3 separate regions of the Sus scrofa genome follow, and regions 2 and 3 are each linked to region 1. A link is a contact called in public Hi-C data. All regions are on one chromosome and are shown on one strand. The core of a region is the stretch at or near the end of the contact, and the rest is flanking DNA. Distances in the headings are between cores, read along the strand shown. Region 1 has its middle 67 kb from the start of UGP2. Region 2 has its middle 74 kb from the start of MDH1. Region 3 holds the start of UGP2 (UDP-glucose pyrophosphorylase 2).

The links. Hi-C and Micro-C count contacts between places; a contact is called where the count stands out from the background.
Region 2: a Hi-C map of liver shows a contact between it and region 1, with 11 times the contacts expected there. The contact joins two enhancer-like sites. A contact is called at or near these places in 1 of 5 promoter capture datasets (liver), 6 of 47 Hi-C or Micro-C datasets (liver, psoas muscle and skeletal muscle) and 1 of 2 datasets of contacts at active chromatin or transcription factors (skeletal muscle).
Region 3: a contact with region 1 is called in a Hi-C map of liver, with 3 times the contacts expected there. The contact joins the promoter of UGP2 here to the enhancer-like site in region 1. A contact is called at or near these places in 1 of 5 promoter capture datasets (liver), 6 of 47 Hi-C or Micro-C datasets (fibroblasts, heart right ventricle, liver and 1 more) and 2 of 2 datasets of contacts at active chromatin or transcription factors (alveolar macrophages and skeletal muscle).

Annotation. Positions count from the first base shown.
Region 1 is chr3:78,095,551-78,099,478 of Sscrofa11.1, reverse strand. No RefSeq gene overlaps it. Among named protein-coding and RNA genes, the nearest start is that of UGP2, 67 kb to the right of the region's middle. Within about 2 kb of position 1,883, at least 10 of the 83 cell types and tissues checked have an H3K27ac peak or open chromatin away from gene starts, as enhancers often do. A contact at or near this core is called in alveolar macrophages, liver and retroperitoneal adipose tissue, where this site is marked.
Region 2 is chr3:78,186,711-78,190,638 of Sscrofa11.1, reverse strand. No RefSeq gene overlaps it. Among named protein-coding and RNA genes, the nearest start is that of MDH1, 74 kb to the left of the region's middle. Within about 2 kb of position 2,133, at least 5 of the 83 cell types and tissues checked have an H3K27ac peak or open chromatin away from gene starts, as enhancers often do. A contact at or near this core is called in liver, where this site is marked.
Region 3 is chr3:78,029,014-78,032,941 of Sscrofa11.1, reverse strand. UGP2 (UDP-glucose pyrophosphorylase 2) reads left to right here and starts at 2,309. Exons shown (of 10, transcript NM_213980.1): 1 at 2,309-2,505. The coding sequence starts at 2,487. LOC106507380 (proline-rich protein HaeIII subfamily 1-like) reads right to left here and starts at 2,179. Exons shown (of 2, transcript XM_013987892.1): 1 at 2,161-2,179; 2 at 1,080-2,107. The coding sequence starts at 2,179. The coding sequence ends at 1,080.

The DNA of each region.
Region 1 (3,928 bases), core at 634-3,133:
TTCATTTCCTGTCCCCTAATATGAATCTTACAAGTTTTAATTTAGGTCCTAAGGAGGAACTTGAATTATTTAATACTGGGTTTTTATATGATTGTGTAGCAAGACAAAGACATTTTAAAAATATCTCAAGACAGAATGATCATGGTACCAGTACATAAATTTTTATTAGGAAAAACAGAGCACACATTTGGTAGCACAGCTTCATGTTTTGAAAATAAGATTAATCAAACTGATCTGGCTTAGCTTAATGTTTTTTAAAAGGGTATATGTTCTCTACAGACAAATTCCTTCTTCAAATTTTATGTTCTCATTTCATTTTGTTTCTCTATGTGATAACCAAGTAAGCAGAAAGTGAATATTTGAATTAAAAAATTCAGTTTCATTATGTCTTTAGGAAGATGGCTTTATACAGTTTTAAAGAGGGCATCTAAATAGGCATTTTAATCCAAAGCTTTAGGAGTCCTGAAGAAATTTTAATGGCTAGGATTTGCTCATGATACTGCTGGTTTCAAATTGTGTTGAGTACAGACTCATTAGATCCTGATCTGCATCCTCTTTTCTATATGAAAATGGTAAACTTTAACCTGTCAGACCCTCACTTTGTTTCCAAATTTAATGAGAAACAAGTCTATCACTGACTGGCCACTTCAATGACCACATCTAAGACACTAAATTGTGTCTCATCAAGTAATACAGACAAGACATAAAGTATGATCAGAGGAAATAGTATGAAAAAAATCAAAATTGCATGCACTGATGTTATTACAATATAAGAAAGCATGATTCATACTGTACAAATGTGAGCACCACAAGCACAAGAAATTTTATCTTTTGGTACTCCATGTATTTCAGGTGCCTAGAACAATTTCTGGAATGTATAGGTGCTCAATAGATACGTCAAATGAGTGAGTGATCAAGGCAATATAAATGAAAAACGGGCTTCATTTCTAGTAGATTCTGATATTCCTTGATCCATGATTACTCTATCTCTTTCTTATGAGTACATCTGCTGTGACTTTTTAAAAAATTACATGAACTAGTGTATCCTCAGATCCTAAGGAAAATAAATACAGAACAGGTAAATTTAAACAGACAAAGAAAATATGATACCTCTGATCTTACAGTATGAGATACTAGAAATTGAAAGGAAAAATTCAGAATAGAGTGCTTGCATTGAGGCCCTAAGGGTAAGGGTGACTTCAGGAAAGAAAAGGCCAGCATCCAAGACAAATGTTAGCTACTTCGTAATTTTGCCTAGGGTCACCTGGATTCTCATACCACAAACAAAGTGTGTTTAAGCAAGCAGAGAAGAAAAACAGACTGAGAAGTTCTTCTACCAATTCCTAGTGGTAAAGTAACTGGACAAAAAAGATGAAAAATGTGTTGATTGGAGATGATTTGTTTTTATCTTAGATCAAAGTAATTTTTACTTACTTTAAAAATCTACAAATTAAGGGCACTGAAACTGTGAAGAATCAAGTGTATGACTTATTTTCATTGGCTTTTCCAGAACAGACTTCTTTAAAAGATTTATTTATAACAAGCATACATCAGAGCACATTTCCTAAAACTGGAGGTAAACATGAGGAGTAATCACAATCCAACTTCTTTTAGTTAAAATGATAGTAAATATAAGTAATTACTAGACTATGGAACCAAAATATTAAGTCAATTTGATTAGTAAACTTGGGGGCCAATATCATTAGCTCTTTCTCTTTTAACCTGAGATAGAATTCATGACATCTAGCATGTCTGCAGACGTATGTTGCAACACTTTATAACCAGAATAATTACACAGCTCTTCCAGGCACATGTACAAACAAGTAGTATTTTCCAGACCATGATGTTCCAGTACAGCCAAGTATTACAAACAACAAAAATGAGCAATACGTCATTGACGGGTATGACTCGCAGGACATTAGTCAATGCACTTTCCAAGAAGGAGTCTGATCAAAACATATCATGGGAGACAGGAGAATTTTTCTTGGTAAACTTTCCAACTTCATATTTCTATACTTGAGAGAAACATATGGTTCTGTAACTTAACAGACTTAGCAGTGGTGGGAGGCCTGTGAAAACTGCTTGCAGCCACAACTTGGAGTATATCTTCAGCGTTTCTCCCAGAACTCTCTGAAGGACTTCCTTTCTTCCTAATGCTAAATACAGAGAGCATCCCTATTTTATTCACTTGTGTCATTTATAATCAGCATGAATATTATCTGAAAGAAATTTCTATTTTTACCAAGAGAAATAAACTACCACAGTTCAGTTGTTTAGTTGTGCAACTGAAAAAGAAAGGAAGGAAGGAAGGAAAGGAAAAAAAAATACTCTTTCTTTTTATTTATTTTTTTTCTTTTAGGGCTGCACCTGTGGAATATGGAAGTTCAAGGCTAGGGTCAAATTGGAGCTGCATCTGCCAGCCCACAGCACAGCCACAGCAACACCAAAACTGAGCCACATCTGTTACCTATGCCACAGCTCGTGGCAATGCCAGATCCTTAACCCACTGAGCGAGGCCAGGGATCAGACCTGAATTCTCATGAATACTAGTCAGGTTCTTAACCCTCTGAGCCACAACAGGAACTCCTCCTGCTTTCTTTTTGTTATTACTTTTTAGTATACCAACCCTGCAAAAGATTTTCAAAAATTATAAACAGGTGCATACAAGTTTTACTTGCTTTGGCTACTCTCACATTTTTAAATCTCACTTCTTTCTTTGCTTAACCAACTATATTGCCATCTGCTCTTGACATTGCCAGACTTTGGTATCACATACATCTGTCTGTAAGTATGCCTGTAATTCTGCCACTCAGACCCTAAATAAATATCATCATACAAGACCACAACCACACACAGACAAATAAAGACAAAGACAAACAAACTAACAAAAGAAAAACAAAGAGCATGGGGCAGAGGTGGGAGAGAGGAGGGATGTGATAGGAAAGATGGGTCAATCTGGGTATGATATAAGAACCCAGCAGTTGGCACTGGGACACTGTATCCCATATATTAGGGTTGATGCAAGAACAAATCACAGAATATGGAGGCCTATATCCTTGTCTCTATCATTTCATGCACCTCCCTACTCCCAGGGGAAAAAAATGGGACAAGTATTTTTTACAGTTTTTCTCTACTGACAGCAGTAAATTTTCTATTATGTTAATGAAGGTTAAGTACTGGGACACTTCACTCGTACAGGTCTAGGAGGGCTCCAGCAATGTGCTCACATGGTCAAATACTTTTGCAAACTTTGCAAAAGTAATGTATTCTATCTGCAATCAAAACCAAAGTAAAAGTACCTCCACTAGAGCATCTCATACTTTCCCTTGGGGTATAGTGCTAGAGTAGCTGCAAGTAGATTCTACTAAGGGAAAGGTGAGTTGGAGATACATCTAGTTTGGGTTTAACGGGAATGTTTATGTGTTTTACAGGAACTTCTGAATATAGTTAAGTTTTTGCCAGCAATCTCAATGTAGGAATGGCTCTGAGGAATACCCCTAACTCATCGATGACATCAAATGTCTTGTGACCCTAAGGTGAAGGGGCCAGAAGTTGTACCATGATGTGAGCAGGTCCTAAAGTGGCCAGCACAGAGGAATACAGGTAATGGAGGAGAAACTAGATTTGAAATGTACCTAGAATGGAAAACAGAAGCCAGACTGGGGAAATGAGTAGTCTTCTAGTCATTAGAGGTATATAATTACAAGCGGAAAACTTAATTCTAATCAATGCCAAACAAAACAAAAGTTCTCTTCTGTACAAATGAACTTGATAATGTCACTTGTATAATTATAAATACACTACACACTTGCTCCCATTTTAATAAGAATCAGGTAAAATAAAATTTATCATTATCCCTGTGTTCATGGGGAACAAACCTGTAGCAGTATTACAAACTGCCATATAGTATTTTATTTATCTCAAAGTA
Region 2 (3,928 bases), core at 884-3,383, 91 kb before region 1:
ATGCCATTTGCAGCAACATGGATGAACTTAGAGATTATTATACTAAGTGAGGTAAGTCAGAAAGAGAAAAACAAATACCATGTGATATCACTTATATGTGGAATCTAACATATGGCACAAGAGAACCTATCTACAAAACAGAAACAAACTCACAGACATAAAGAACACAGTAGAAAAAAATAATATTGGGGAAATAACAATAAAAAAATTAAAAAAAAAGAACAGACTTGTGGTTGCCAAGAGGAAGGGTGGAAGGGATTGGGAAGGACTAAGAGTTTTGGGTTAGTAAATGCAAATTATTACATTTAGAATGGATAACCAGTAAGGCCCTACTGTATTACATGGGGAACTATAGTCAATCTCTTGGGATAGACTATGATGGAAAACAATATGTTAAAATAATGTATATATATGTATGACTGAGTCACTTTGCTGTAGAGCATAAATTGGCACAACATTGTACATCAACCATATTTAATAAAAAAACAAACAAATGCTAAAAGAAAAAGGAAAAAAACTGCTGAAGATGGTACATGCTAGTATACTAAAAATGCTTAATAAAAATATTAGTGTACCAAATTACCAATTACAGTAAATTAGTAATATAGGCAGGCAATAGAAAGGATGGCTTTGAACCAGAATAGGCAGATATCAATTAATGAAGGTGGTGGGTTTGGGGCTGGGCATGTCATTGGTGGGAAGATTTGAGTGGGCAGGGAGGAGGTGGTATTCTGGCAGCTCCAGGGTACAGAGCCAATAAAGAGACCTGATCAGAAATAACCCAAGGCAAATGGGGGTTGTGGAAGACAAAGTTGGAAAAGTAGGTGGGGACGAACTTTGGAGACTTTTGTTACAGGAATGTCAAGGACTCCAAGGGTAAGTAGTTGGTCAGTAATTGGTAACAACCCAGCACGTTACTGGAGCTTTCTTAGCTCCTAAAGGTTACAACTGCATTTGCAGTAGAACGCTTAGAGTTGAAAAAATTATTCCAAATGTTAAAGATGCTGCAATTGTATACATCATTTATTGATTAATAAATCTTGCAGCAATGCTTATGAAGTGTCCTGAAAAAACTAGACACAATTTATGTATTTATGCTGATACTGCTTCATAAAAATTAATACCTTTTTGCCTTATTTATGATGCTTTTATACTAATTTGTCTTTGTGTATTTTAAAATTTTCTGCACATACTGAGCCTTTATCATTCTGCTCCCACTCCACTCCTTCTCTGTCTCTCTCTCTCCCTCTGCAAAAGAAATTGGTCACAGTAAAACTCATGAACACAGGAGTAATGGATACACACACACACATATATATACACACACATATATATATATATGATTTTTGAAGTTTTGATTTTCCAAGACAAGATAACCAGTCAGTTCAATCATGTGAAAAATAAGCAGTGAAAAGTGTTGTCCAGAATTGCTTAAAATGACTAGATCAATGATTAGTGAAGTGACTCAATCAGAAATATACTTTTGCTAACCACGTTGCAGAGAACTCACTAACTTTGGAAGAGATTTGGTGGCTCGTCTTTAGCGCAAAGGTTCCAAATATGGGTTGTTGAGATACCTTATGATCTTTATTTGATGTGGATGCAACTTCCTTTTTTTCCTCCCTTTCATCTTCCCCTCAAGCATTTTAGGAGATGTACTTATTGTTTAAATGAAAGGATATCAAAATCACTGTTGACTTGAGAATTTTACTCTAAATAAAGTGAGTAATTCTCTTGGTACAAAATCACAACCTGGAAGTCTTCAGGAAAGCCGGAAATAATTTCATTTTATGACCAGTCATCTATATGAACTGAAAATGTGTCAAAGCACAAAAACTTTTGGATTTGATTCCATCTGCTGACAAAGTCTAGTTGTCGTAAATAATCTGTACGAGAATCTCTTCACCTTTAGGAGTGGAAAGTGCAATGGAATTCTGAAAACTTCTTGCATATCTACCAACTACGTAATAAGCATAGTTAAAATGTACCAGGTACATATCAGTTATCATTGTTAGAGAGAGAAAAAGGAAAAGTGACCTTTCTGAGATCAATAACAAATTGATTTTTTAAGTTTAGCCTATGAAACCTAGATAAGAAAAGGCAGGAAAACACTGATTATACTTAGGAGGGTTCAACTTCCATCTGGGCAAAGGTCACAAAGTTCTGAAAAAGAGTAACATAGAGAGGAAACAGTTCAGTAAAAAATAAGAAATGAGAACACAGGAGTGACATTTTCAGGAACACCAACCAACAGAGTTGCAGATTCAAACAACAAATGAAAGCATAAATGATTTGGGCACTATCTTACTTCCTTTGCTTCTCTTACTTTTCCTCTTTTCATTGATGTGAATGTGGAAATGAGAAATCTAAAACAATAGAATAGAGGAATGAATGAAGGAGGAATGGAGAAAGTAAAATACTAGAGCACTTATTCTCTCATTTGTTAATATTTCCTTCTAAGACTATGTATATCCTAAATACATATGATTCATTATATATCCTTTTTCACTTTCTCATTAGATCAAAGATGAGGGTTGAAGATAAAATACAAGATGACCAGTTACACTTGAGTTTCAGATAAGCAATGAATACCTTTTTTAGTATAAACATGTCCCAAATATTGCTTGGGACATACTTCTACTAAACAAATTATTTGTTCTTTATCTGAAATTTAGAATTAACTGAGAATCGTATATTTTTATTTGTTAAATCTGGTAGCCTAGGAAAGAGCCACTAGCCCTCATAGAGGTGGATCTTTTTGTGTTTAATCCAGTTTAATCAGTATATCCCACTTAAAAATGTCCTTTGGGGGGGGGGGGGCTGCACTCATGGCATGCAAAAGTTCCCGGCCAGGGATTGAACTGCCACAGCAGTGATAACGTTGGATCCTTAACCTGCTGAGCCACCAAGGAACTCCAAAAATACAACACACACGCAAAAGTACAGTTACAAGGGTACATTTCATTCAACTTTCACAAAATGAACATACCCACATAGGTCAAAACACCCAGGTCAAAACTCAGAATGTTACCAGACCCCTAGAAGCCTCCCTTGTAATCTTTTCCCTCTACTAAGACTAACTACTACCCTGAAATCTAACAGTTTAGTTTTGCCGATTTTATCACTATTTCTTCTTGGGGTTGGATGGCCTCATCCCTATATTCTAAGAAGGTATCCACCTACTTGGCAGAAATACAGACCCCTGAAACCCGGTTAAATTGACACCAGTTGATAGAAAACAGCTAAGTTTAGGGAAAAGCTTTCTTGCCTCCATATATTAAGGCAATTCTCCAGGCAAATGTATGTGTGTATAGACAGACAGACAGACAGATAGATACATTTTAAAAATCTTTTCCGTTATGGTTTATGATAGGATATTGAATATAGTTCCCTGTGATATACTGTAGGACCTTGTTGTTTATCCATATTCTATGTGTATTAACTTATGTCTATTAATGCCAATACCCCTTCATCTCTCCCCCAACTTCTCCTCCTTGGCCAAAACAAGTCTGTTCTTTTTCTTTCTTTCTTTTTTTTTTTTTTTTTTTAGGGCTGCATCTGCAGCATATGGATGTTCCCAGTCGAGGGGCTGAATCAGAGCCATAGCTGCAGGACTATGCCGCAGCCACAGGAAGGTTGGATCTGAGCTGCATTTGCAACTTACACCAGAGTTCACAGCAACACCAGATCCTTAACCCACTGAGCAAGGCCAGGGATTGAACCTGCGTTCCCATGGATACTGGTTGGGTTTGTTACCACTAAGTCACGACAGGAACGCCCATAAATCTGTTCTTAATGTCTGCAATTCTATTTCTGCCTATCTCATTGGGCCACAACTGGAATTCCTAGCATCATTTTTAATGATGGCCATTCTGACTGGTATGAGATGTTTTGATCTGCATTTCTCTAATAATTAGCAATGTTGTAA
Region 3 (3,928 bases), core at 1,060-3,559, 67 kb after region 1:
AGACTGATTAAGATCTTCAGTCTCCAAATGCTGTTATTAAAATGTATACACGAGGATTTTAGACACTTTTTTGGTTTTATTTGGGGAAATTAGTTTTATAGCTGAGAGATGGTGTGTGATGTTTTGGGATTTCACATAATATAGTGCCAAGGGTTATTCTCCAGTACCACCCAAATGAATCACTGGGCTTGCCTGTATTAGTTTAGTAACACTTCCATACAAATATGCAACACCAGAAAAATCAAGTGTTTAGAGAATGGGTCATTCAAAAATTCTCACTTTACCTTGGTTGATTAATGTTGTCCAATGCCTCAAACTCTTCAAGATGGACTTGGTTTACGGGAGGCAACTAAAGAGAGCACTGACAATTCATTTATCCTGTTGCAGGCGGGTTGAGTCATAAATTGTAAAGTCTGAGATACACCCAGTGACAGGCGCAATGAGTCTTACAGGTAGGGAGTTGGCAATACAAGCTGTGATTTAGCGGGCGCTGGGCTGGCCCTCTTGCCGTCCCCAAGTCACTGCAAACATTCTTTTGCTGTTCTCTTTCCTTGAGGACTTCAAGAATCTATTAAAAGGTGAGCATCTCTTGAGAGTTAAACCATTTCTACTTTGATTAGAAAAGTTAACGCCTGTTACAGTGGAAATCTCTACAGGAATAGGAACTCGGGTGGTGGTTCTGGGGTGAGAGCCTTCACTTGGCATTTTCTTTAATGCGCTACAAGCCTCTTCCTGTTTGTGGATCCCACACATCCCACTGCTTTCTTCTTAACGCATCTTCACCCTCCCAAGACCAGGTGTGTGAATAGTTTGTGTCTACAGAAAAGGGCCTGGGCTCTCTCAAGTTGTTGAGTAGTTGCAGTGGGGTGCTCTGGCTTCAGCCACAGGATAGGCATCTTCAATCTCTGGTAAGCCGAAACATTTTTAAGCACTGTAAAAATAACCACTGGTGCTTCAGGTTCTCTCCCTTGCTGAAGTATCCATGGAAAGCTGGAGTTTTAGTGGTGGAACACCCCTTTCCCAGTCGTGGGAGGTGGGGCTCTCACACACGGGATCCGTCGCCGGGATCATCGCCCACTTCAGCTGGGTTCCCTCAGGCCGCAGACGTCCCGCCCCCTGCCACCTCCGTACATTTCATTGGCCAGGGCCTGAATCCGCCTCGGCTCCTGACTGGTGGCTGCTCCTATCTGTCTGCGCGGCGGGGACATTTCCGCATTGAGGGGGGCTGCTCCGAATGGAGGGGGAGGGGAAGTGTTTAGGAGAAAGGGGGGGCTTTGGGTGTTGCGAGACCGCAGCCAGGTGGACAGAGGGGGTTCAGTAGCTGGGCTGCGACCACTGGCGAGAGGCTGGAGGTGTGCATGTGTGAAAGGAGAAGGGGAGAGAGAAGGGTGCCGCAGAGGTGATAGTCTCTCAGTCTGCGAACCTTCTTCCGGGGGCGCCATAAACGCCCCCAAGTTCTCAGCTGCTAAAGGAGGAGGTGGAAGGTGGGTCTCCGAGGCGGTTTGGGGAGGGGCCGGGGCGGACTTCCCACCACCCCTTGGGCGGGTGCGTTCCTCCTCTCTAAGGCGTTTAGAGCCCCTCTGCCTGACCCACAGTTTGGCCCCAGAGGCCGAATTTGGGTTCGGCCAGGAGGGACTAGAATGTGCAGTAGTCCGGGCGGGCCCTCCCGGGCTCCTGTACCTCGGACTCGGGGCGGCGCACGGGTTCTCCCCTCCCGGGTGGCCCCCTAGTGTCCTCTGAGGGGGAGGGGCCCTGGAGCCTTCGGCCCCTCCCGGGAAAAAGCCGCCGCAGTGTTGCCGCCACTCGCAGCCGGGAGGGGGGCGCCGGGAGGCCCTTGCACGCCCGCGCACGGAATTTTTAGCACCTCCTAGTCCCGGGATATTTATGGGCTGGTAGAAATGGTTCCATGGACCCTCTTTGCGCCTCTTTGCCCCCTCTCCCTCCTCCCGACCCCTGTTTGGGCGGGGACTGCAGTTGGCCGGAGTTTTCCGGGGAATGGGCCGGAGCCTGTACGGCAGCGAGGGGAGGGGGAACCGGGGGCGCGGCCCGCCTTTGCCTGCTGCTGTCCGGCCCCGGAGGGCGTGGGGACCCGGGGGCGGTGAAGTAGCTGCTCTAGATCCGCCTCTTTCATTGATGAAATTTAAGTTCTTGTGATTTTACCTTTTCCGGGAGTCTCCATCTGGCCCTCATTTGTGTTGGGGTGCAGTGTGGGCTGGAGTTCCAAGCAGACTCAGTCGCACCAAGTTTCTGTCTTTTGGAAGTGGGGAAGGTTCTCCTGGGTGGTTTTTTTTTTTTTTTTTTTTTTTGAGGTAGTTTTAGTCGCTTTTAAGAAATACTCCCATAAGTGGCTAAGCATTGGAAGAGGAGAAAGAACTCGTCGGTCGGTTGTTAAAGCAGAGGTGGAAGAGAGACCCGCTCTATAGCGTGACTCCTCTAGAAATTTAAATATATATACAAAAGCCAGAGTATTTTAATAAATCCCTAAAATGTCGAGATTTGTACAAGGTAAGACACGCTTCTTATCTCCCGGGTTACTTTAGTAGTACTGAATTTGGGTACTGACAGTCGAGAGGTTGGTGGGTGGTTTCAAAGTGGAAATGTTCATTTGAGATACTGTTTGCAAAACCCTTTTCGTTAAACTGACATTTGAGCTGTCTTGAGTGCTGGCTGGGTTGGTGTTTCAGATACGTATAATTTATACCCTGGTACTCTGCTGCGTTTAGTTCTGCCTCCCTGGAATCAGGTTAGTAGCACTCTGGCTCCCCAGGATAGTGGCTGAAAATGAGAAAACAGGATTTTGGCTGCTGATTAATCCCTGTTCTCTTTTCTTGGTCGAAGTCAAGGTAACTCTGTGGGTGCAGATGGGAAGAAGAACTGGAGGGCTGGGGAGAGGCAAGTGGGTTTTTGCCAGGACTGTTGGGGAAGCTTTAGTGTTCTCAGCTTCTCCATTGGTGTGTACGTGGTTTGAGTCTCAGATTCATTTATTGCGAAACCGGGAGTAGCTCCTAGAAGCTGGAGGTCATTTCAGTAGGAGAAATGACTTTGCTGCATTGCTGTGTTTATTTATTTTTTCCTTCTTTGAAATCTGGAGGATTATTAAGGTTTCTTTGAAATTTGAAAATTGCCCTCTAAATTCTGTGTGTTTTTAAAAAAGGGTTAGGGAATGCCACTCAACTGAGTTGAGCTTTAACATTGTGTATACGTCTGTGAATGTGAACACATTGAAGTTGGTGCTACCTTAAACCTCTGTCACTAATTTGTAGCATAGGACTTGCCTTGTGGTATGCAAGTAAACCCTTCTCTTTCCGACCCCAGAGTGTGAAAGCTTCAGCCATCTTGCTGAACACACAGCTAGTAAAGTTCACAACCACTTTTTGAGACTGTCAGTAAATGTAGATGTACCTTAAAAAATTGTGCCAGTAATGGTTATCATTTGACCCTGGGCATGAAAATACCCTAGTAGGTTTTAAAGTACTTTATTAACTCTTTTTTCAGTTTTGTATATAATAAAGAGAATTTGACTTGCCTGCATTATTATGAAAGCATTTGAGACACTCATGTCTGCTTTTAGCACTAAGCTCAGAAATGTCAGTTGTCATTAGACTTTTAAATTCATATTATGCCTTGTAAGTGGTGAGAGATGCTTTTTATGTTCATATTGAATAAACATCTTAGGCAAGAATAGAAAGCGGAGGTAATTGTCAGAAGTTTGCTGGTTTTGTAGCAACAGCAACAATATTTAATTACCAGAAAGCCAATATTGTAGGAATATACTAGAGAAAAGTGGACATGTCACTTCTCTTTAAAAGTTAATAGTATTAGTTGAACTCCAGGTGTTCCTTGTTTACACTTTACAGAACTTACAGAGAATTGACTAATTGTCACATCCTTTGCTGTTAATGACTAACTGTTTTCAGGAGATTTCTAA